Regions from separate parts of the Sus scrofa genome. Here region 1 is linked to region 2. Evidence: chromatin contacts called from public HiChIP or PLAC-seq data. All regions are on one chromosome and are shown on one strand. Each heading gives the region's core, a stretch centred on a gene start, on an enhancer-like site or on the middle of the called end of the contact. The rest is flanking DNA. Distances are from core to core; before and after follow the strand shown. Region 1 holds the start of ISCU (iron-sulfur cluster assembly enzyme ISCU, mitochondrial). Region 2 holds the start of SSH1 (protein phosphatase Slingshot homolog 1).

Region 1 (4,101 bases), core at 1,594-4,093, 260 kb before region 2:
TAGAAAGAAAATGTGCTCCATCTCCCTCTGTTTGACCCTCCAAATCCACTCCATCTTCTCTCTCCCTGTCCTGGGCCCCACTGTACGGAGCACACGGATAAGTTTTCTGGCTCTCTTGTTCTCAGCATAAAGCACCAGCAGGTTGTCTGGAGAGAGGAAGAGAGGCATTCAGGGTATTTCCTCCTTCACCTTAATCCCTGATGGGAAACTGGGGCTGCACCCTCTGACCTCTCAGGTGCCCTCTCTACACAACCATCCTGGAAAACTGGCCACTCCCCTCACCTCTTCCAGCCTAAAGGAGAACACTAAAGGTCCTGCTGTTACTAGCCCTGAGATACTGAACCATCACTCCTGACCTAGACACAGTAGTCCCTTTATTGACCTTTCTCACACCATCCTAATTTGAACGTGCCACCTGGGATCCTCCGGCTGCGATCCTGGATTACACAGAAGATACTGCCACCTGCATCTCATAAGGTAACTGCTAACACCAAGCCCTAGGCACTAATTACCGTTATGACAATTCAATGTGTGCGAATCCTTTCTCCCAATTTACAGAAGAGGAAGCGGAGGCTCAGGGAAATTAAGAAACTGGTCCAAACATATGCAGGTGTGTAAGAGCCAGATCTGGGTCTTGGCCTCCAGACGCTAAAATCTCTACCTCTCCATTTCTATTACCACCGTCACAGTCGCTATTTTCCCTACCACGCCACAGCCTATCATTGTCATTCCTACAGACAAATAATTCTCTCTTAAGAAGACAAATTTATTTCTACTGCTGGACACAGTTTAACAGTGTGGCTAAGAGTGGGAGTTCTGGAGTCGATTCGAAGTTCAAGGCCTGACCCGCCACCTGCAGGAAGTGTATTCTTGAGCAAGAGAATTCCCTCCACCAGGAGCCTCAGTTTCCTCCCGTAAAACGGGAAATACGCTACTTCCTTCACCGGGTCGTGTGAGGGTTCAACGGGATAACGGTTGCAAAGCTCCGATCGAGCGGTAAGCGCTTGAAGGTCTGGTTTGGCGGCCTTGGCGGCTTTATTCCCGCCGAAGACCGGGGAGGCGGGCCGGGGCCTAGGGACCCAAGGAAAGAAGCCCGCCGCCCACCCCGCGGCCCACCTGCTCCTCCAGTCGCTCGATCTCCAGCTGGTTCTTCTCCTCCTCTTCGTCGTACTCCCACTCGTACTCCCCGGGGGAGCTCTCGGCTGAGGAAGCCATGGCGTACTCCTCATCTCCATCGCTCTCACTCACGCCTTCCTCCTGCTGGTCCCACTCTGGCCCGATGGTCTTGTACGTCGCAGCAGCCACAGCCCGCGATAACACCTTCCTCCTCGTCCTGGCCGCCTTAGCCTCATCTTCTTCTCCCTCGGCCTTGGGCCCGGCCTTTGGCTCTGCCTCCGCTTCCGAAGCCGATGCTGCGGCCGCCGTCGCCATCTTGCGCTTCCAGTGCCTCCTGGGTCCTCACTCAGCCGCCAAAGACCCTCTGAAATAGGAGCTGCCCGCGGAGCGCGCCTGATCAAAATCCCCCTCTCTTGCCACCTAAAGAGAAACTGTGAGCCTCAGATGAGGGAAAAATCTAGAAATACAACAAATCTATGTCACTTTATATGCTTTTAGTAATTCTCCTTAAGGGTAAAAAACTCGCTAACAGGGCATGTGTTCCGCCACAACTCGGGACAGAAATTAGGTCCTTAGACAGGAAGTGGACGCCATAGAGGAAGTCATGGACAGAGCGTGATGATCGACGTTCAGTGTTTGGCGCCATCTTGAGAAGGTCAAAATGATTCTTGGCATAAACGGCTCTTACTGCCTGGTCTGACTTGGCGCGTAGTTCAGTCTCCCCAGCAACCGAGCCTCACATGCAGAGAAAAGTCCAAGTCCTCAGGGAAGGATCAATTGCACGACTCATGAGAAAAACTCATTTCCCCTTTATGTAATGCCTGGTGCCTAGTAGTTAGACACACACGTGAGTTTTCATTTTATAAGCTCCTGTTCTGTAACCCAACATTAATAAATCATATTATTAAGCATCTATTTAGAATCTCTTCATTGCCAGGCCTTGTCATATAAATTGTGTTTGCTTTTTAATAAAGGAATAGACATAAACGTAAATTTTTATTAAGTTTGGACAAAGTATTCGTTTAATTAAGCTTCCTATTTTTTGAGGTAGGAAAGTCTTGCTGTGTCTATTGCCTTTCTCTCTCGTTAGCAAGCTTAATTATGTCAGAAATTATGTCTGTTTTTGTTTGGGATCCCCAAAACACCCCGACACAAAGTGGACATTCAAAACATACTTGCTCAACGGGTGAAATAGTTGTCCTTGAATTAGTACACAAGAGATCAAGGTTTAGAAGGACGATGTCATTCGTCTAGGATCACACAGCCAGTAAGGAGCAGAGCTGGGATTCTAGTTGAGGATTGTCCAAGTTTGCATCCCAACTGAGTCTAACTCTCAGGGCAACCTCAGACAAGTTCCTAAACCTCTCTGACCCTCAACATTCTAAGCAGCAAAACAGGGCTAAGAAAGGTGGAATGGTTGATCCTCTGTGCCGCATTCCGGCAGTGGACTTTGTGAACATAAATTTGCGTCCGGAACTCCAGCCTGAAGCCCCTCAGACCCATAACCCAGCACGGAGGAAAAACCGTCCTGCGAATTCAGACCTTTGGGCTCCACGCCTCGCCGGACTCGGAGGGGCGTGGTCAAGGCGGGGCCAAGGCGCGGACTCAAGCACCGAGCGGGAGGGCGCAGGCGCAAAGTCGCCGGGACTTTAGAGGGGCGCGCTCCAAGCCGGGTGCCAACTCGTGCACGAGCCCCTCCCCTCGGTCTCGCGTTCGGCCTGCGCAGGCGCAAGTCCGCAAGATGGCGGCGGCTGGCGCCGGCCGTCTAAGGCGGGCGGCTTCGTCCTGCTGCTCCCGGTCCCGCGCCTGCCTGCTCGGGAGCTGTCAGCTCCGGCTCGGCTCTATCACAAGAAGGTAGGGGCGGGCGAGGGCGTGCGCGGGGCCTGCACCAGCCGGGGAACTAGGACCGCCGAGAGGACTTAGGCGTACTACCAAAGGCCTGGCCTAGGGACGACTGGCCGGCCGGCTTTGCGCGGCCCGGGGAACGCCACTGCGGCCCAGGAAACGGGGCGCCCCTCGCACGAGTCCGCCTCGACCAACTTTCTCTCGATGCGCAAGTGCACTAACGGCGCCTGAAATAAGAATGACAGTTTCGGCTCGTCCAGCGGCGACTGCCCGTGGGCCCGGCCGCTGTCTTTAATCTCTTGCACCCAAGCCTTTAAAATTCCCAACCGCCCAGCAAGCAGGGTTCTGCTGTGACCTGACAGCCGAACTCCAGGGACAGACACACACAGAATGGCGCGGGCTCCGGCCTCACCTAAGGCCACTGCTCTAGCCAGGTGACCTTGGGCAAGTTACTGCTCTGAGCTGAACCTGTTTTACCACTTATCATATGGGGGGGCTCTTAGCAGTCCCCCTACACGAGACCGTGCCTGCGGGGTCCTCCTCTGCTTGGTGCCTGGCACAGGGAGGCCACTTAGGGTGCTGCTGCTATTATTGTTGTAGGAGCTCAGAGCCTCCGAATGGGGATGGACATGTAACCAAGTCATAATGCTTTCATTTTTGTTTAGTTTTGTTTGGGGTGGTGGGGAGCTGTGAGTAGAGATAGGTGCGTAGTTTGAAGACTTTACATTCCAGGGGCGTGAGGTCCGTAAACGTAAAACTCTTTCACTCTAGAACCGGTTAACTACAGAATGCAGCAGATCAACACGGGGCAGAAAGTCTAGACTGGACTTTGTCTTGTAGGTCCTAGGGCTTGGACTCAAAATCCGTGGACAGATAAGTGGGCGGAGGGGACTGGAAGATTGGGATACTTACGGCTAACTAGTAAACAGACCTCAAAGTTTTTAAAACCTTCCATGTGCCAGTTTGAGCTTTTTTGCTTTGTTTTGGGTTTGTTTTTTGTTTTTCTCTTCTGGCTGCAACGCATTTGCCCATGTTCTTGTCTTCCCCAGCTCAGGAGGGTGTGTTGTTGACAGTCCACGCAGAACGAATTGGTGCTCTCAGCCTTGCAGCCACCAGGGCGCACTGTGCACCAGAGGGTTC
Region 2 (4,024 bases), core at 443-2,942:
AGACAAGATAACACATAATGGCCTCTCCTCCAGAGGAGGGGGCTGTGAGGTTCAACCCTGCAGCCACTCAGTATGTTCCAGCCAGTCCCAGCAAAACAGGCCAAGGAGCTGCCCCACCAGTACTGGCAGGACAGACAGGGCTGTTAAACCCCAGACAGGTCCTCAGCATTCACAGACACATACAAACTTTTCTGTGTTATCAGGCAACTTCCCGCAGGGAGAAGGGGCCCAGATGCAGGCGGGCCACTTCCTGGGCCTGCAGGGCCCCTCCCCCAGCCTCCCCTCCCTCCCTTCTCTAAACAGTTCCCCATCTCCTCCTCCAGCAGCTGTGCTTGCAGGTCATGGCTCTGCCTTGCCACGGATGTGAGTTTAGACCAGAGGCCCTAACTGGTTCCCCTGCTTGGAGGCCTGAGGCCCAGCCTAGGGCAGTCCAGCCCAACTGTGTACTCAGAGAACCAATCCCCCAGTCCACCCCAGAGCAAGGAGCCAGCCTCACACAGGCCAGGTCACCAGCAGACCCACAGAAATCCGCACAGTGCAGAGGTGTCCTTTCAGCCCCAGAAAGCACCCATGCCATCCCAGAAACCCCGGAATTGGCCTCAGCCACTCGGCCTGATGCACACAAACATGCAGCCCCAAATGATAAACTCAAACTCAGCTGCACACAAAAACTTAAGATACACAGTCACACAGCACCCTGAGCTCACTCAGCCACTGTCACACCGTGACACCGGCCCCCGAAGAGGCACAGCCACTCACACCAAGAGCCAGAACTCCAAAGGGTGTGCAGTCGGGGAACAATCTCACTTTCACAGGAGCACCTGGGCCTCCTCTCCTGCCGCATTGAACAGGCACAGGTCCCAGTAGACAGGCCAGAGTCACTCAGGGAAAGGCACACACAGGCTGGCATACACACAGCTGGGCACACAGGGAAAGGGCTTAGACCAGCCTCAAGGTCTGGAATCACAGAACCACATCATTTCACACAGTCACTGGTCAGGAATCCTAGTCCCAGATGCAGTATCCCCCACAGTCACCTCCAGACAGGGGTCACTGTCTCTCACACACACAGTCACCCCCGGATGGGGGTCATACTCACAGTCTCATGCACAGTCACCCCCAGTCGGAGCTCACACTCAGTCACCCCTAGGTGGGAGTCACACTCACACTTGCTTCCAGATTGCGGGGGGGGGGGGGTTCTCACACAGTCTCATGCAGTCACCCCCAACATGGTCACATCCGTACGCACAGTCACGCCCACAAGGGGGTCTCTCACACACATTCAGCACAAGTCACTCTCAACTGGATCACGCCCGCTCACACCCGCACACTGCTTCCAGCAGTCACCCCAGCTCGGCTGCCCGGGCGGGGTAGTCCAACGGGGTCCTCGCAGGCTAAGGACCCCTCGAAGCTGCCCCCGGAGCACTCCCTGGCGCCCCGCACTCGCGTCCCAGGCCTGGCGCAGCGGCTGCTCGGCCGGGCCGGGGCCGCGGGCCCGGGGCTCACCTCGCTGTTGCTGGCGGAGGAGGAGGCGGCGCTGGGCGTGGGCGAACGCTGCAGGGTCACCAGGGCCATGGCTGCGGCGCGGCGTTAGGGCACCGCCGAGGCCTCGGGCTACAGCCGCCGCCGCCGCCCGGGCCGGGCCCGGGGCTCTCCAGGAGCCGTGCGCGGGCGGCCGGGCCGAGCCGGGCCGGGCCCGCCCCTCCCCCTCGGCGTCCGCCGCTGTCCCCGCCCCCCCACCCCCGCCTCCCGCGCCGGCGCGCGCCGGGCCTGAGCGAGGAGGGGGGCGGGGGGGAGCGACCGGGGCGGGTCGCGCGTGCGCGGCGCCGGAACTCTAGTGGCGGCTGGAGGCTCGGCCAGCCAGTCACGTCCCCCGCGTGCCCGACGCGCGCGCCCAGTGTTCCGCGCGCCCGGCCCTCCAGCCTGGGGGTCGGGGGCGCGCGCGTAGGCGAGCAAGTTCGGTCCCCAGAGGCCCACCCCTTGCGCCTGCCTGCTAAACCGAGGCTCGCGGGCTGAGCAGCGGGTAATACCTAGGGCGGAAAGGCTCAACTACGAGAAAATTAGAACCTCCTGGTCTCCGCTTCTTGAACTCCGAGAAGCAGTCTGCAGAAATTCATTCGTTCATTTATTTATGAAATATTTATTGAGCGCCTACTAAATGCTGCCATACAGTATTCAACCGTGAGCAACGTAGATTAGGCTTGCCCTCAGGGATTTGAAAGAAGCGAATCAAATTACGAGATGTTTTAAAAATAATTATGCCAGTCTTTTTTATGAATTCCTTTTGTGTCCAGAAACCCAGCTAGCTCCTTAGGAAGTCAAGGAAAAGCTTCTCTGCAAAAGGGGCATTTGCTCTGAAGCCTGAAGGATGAGCAGGATTAACGGGTGAAGGGAAAGGAGACTGCTGGGGGCGGGGTGGTGGGGGTGGTGGGAAGGCGTGGGCACAACGGCCCAGAAACTAAAAGGAGATTGTCCATCAGAGGCTGGAGCCTGGGGTGGGGCGGGGAGTGATGCGAGCCTGGGGTGGGGCGGGGAGTGATGCGAACCGGGGTGCAGTCTAGGAAGCTCTGGCAGCTCTTGAAAAATGGACTGGGGCAGAGAAATGGAGACCTGGTGGGCCACTGCTGTCCTCTTGGGAGGAGGTGACCAGAATGGGGATGGAGAGAAGCACATGGAGTAAGATACTAAGAAGGTGACACTGGCTTGACTCCCCCCCCCCCCCCGCCCCGCCCCGTCACTGCACGCACATTGCGCAAGCATCCGCAGATTTGCTGGTCCAGACCTGCTCCCCATTTTAACAAAGGGCTCCACGGACCATCTCACTGCCCGCCCAGCAACCTAAGCAGCCTCCTAGATCCCTCCTCTTGCTTCCCTCAGATCCAGGGGCATATTCCTCCTGCATATTCCCTCAGCATCATTTATCTCAAAGATGGTTCTCAACAGGGGTGACTATAGCCTCTATGGAGTGTTGTGGGATTGTTATTGTTTTTTAATCTATGGGATTTTTGTTTGTTTTGTTTTTGTTTTTTTAGGGCCACAGCATGTGGAAGTTCCCAGGCTAGGGGTTGAATTGGAGCTGCAGCTGCTGGCCTATACCACAGCCAGATCCTTAACCCGCTGGGTGAGGCCAGGGATGGAACCTGAGTCCTCATGAATACTAGTTGGGTTTGTTACTGCTGAGCCATGATGGGAAGCCCCATTTGTGTGAATATTTTTGAATGTCTTGCAGATAGGGGAGAAAGAGCTATTGGCAGTTCTGGTGTTTAAGGGCAGCAGCCAGGAATGCTAAAAATGCTAAAAGTCCTGCAACACACTGGACGGTGCCCCCACCCTCATCCGCAGAAGAATTGCTCCATTCCCACAAGATTCCTCTGTAGGTGAAAAAAACCGTTCATGATTATCTAAAGCCAGAATCTAACTCCATTTTACATGTAACACAAAGTATTTTTCACTGCATTTTCAGAAATGCAAGTATGTTTAAAGAGAGGGAAGAATGTACTTTTGTTTAAGAGCTTTGTCAGGTGGTGTTCACCATTTGGGAGAGTTTATAAAAGGAAAGAGCCCTTGGATTATTGGAGTAGTCCACCCATCATGCCAGCATCTGTAACTGTGCTCTTGGTAGACCGATCGTCATATTTATTTAGCACTTATTTTAAAATGTCAAATATAATACAAAGTTTGGGTAAATTCAGCTCACCAGTGAATATTTTACTTCTCAACTCTGAATATTCATTAAAAACAGATACACTGAAATTCCTGTTGTGGCTTAGCGGTAATGAACCCAACTAATATCCATGAGGACATGGGTTCGATCCCTGGCCTCACTCAGTGGGTTAAGGATCCAGCGTTGCCAGTGAACTGTGGTGTAGGTTGAAGACGCTGCTCAGATCCTGCGATGCTGTGGCTGTGGCGTAGACCAGCAGCTGCAGCTCTGATTCGACTTCCACATGCTTCCATATGCTGGGAACTTCCATATGCTTCGTGTAGAACCCTAAAAAGACAAAGAAATAAAATATTTAAAGAA

The links. HiChIP or PLAC-seq counts read pairs in DNA pulled down with a chosen protein or histone mark.
Region 1: an H3K27ac HiChIP or PLAC-seq map of alveolar macrophages shows a contact between it and region 2. The contact joins the promoter of ISCU here to the promoter of SSH1 in region 2. A contact is called at or near these places in 2 of 5 promoter capture datasets (fetal liver and liver), 15 of 47 Hi-C or Micro-C datasets (alveolar macrophages, blood, brain and 11 more) and 2 of 2 datasets of contacts at active chromatin or transcription factors (alveolar macrophages and skeletal muscle).

What each region holds. Positions count from the first base shown.
Region 1 is chr14:42,221,312-42,225,412 of Sscrofa11.1, reverse strand. It overlaps ISCU (iron-sulfur cluster assembly enzyme ISCU, mitochondrial), which reads left to right and starts at 2,843. Exons shown (of 6, transcript XM_003359136.3): 1 at 2,843-2,897; 2 at 2,900-2,970. The coding sequence starts at 2,858. SART3 (squamous cell carcinoma antigen recognized by T-cells 3) reads right to left here and starts at 1,661. Exons shown (of 19, transcript XM_005670755.3): 1 at 1,117-1,661. The coding sequence starts at 1,431.
Region 2 is chr14:41,961,614-41,965,637 of Sscrofa11.1, reverse strand. It overlaps SSH1 (protein phosphatase Slingshot homolog 1), which reads right to left and starts at 1,692. Exons shown (of 16, transcript XM_001929329.5): 1 at 1,507-1,692. The coding sequence starts at 1,575.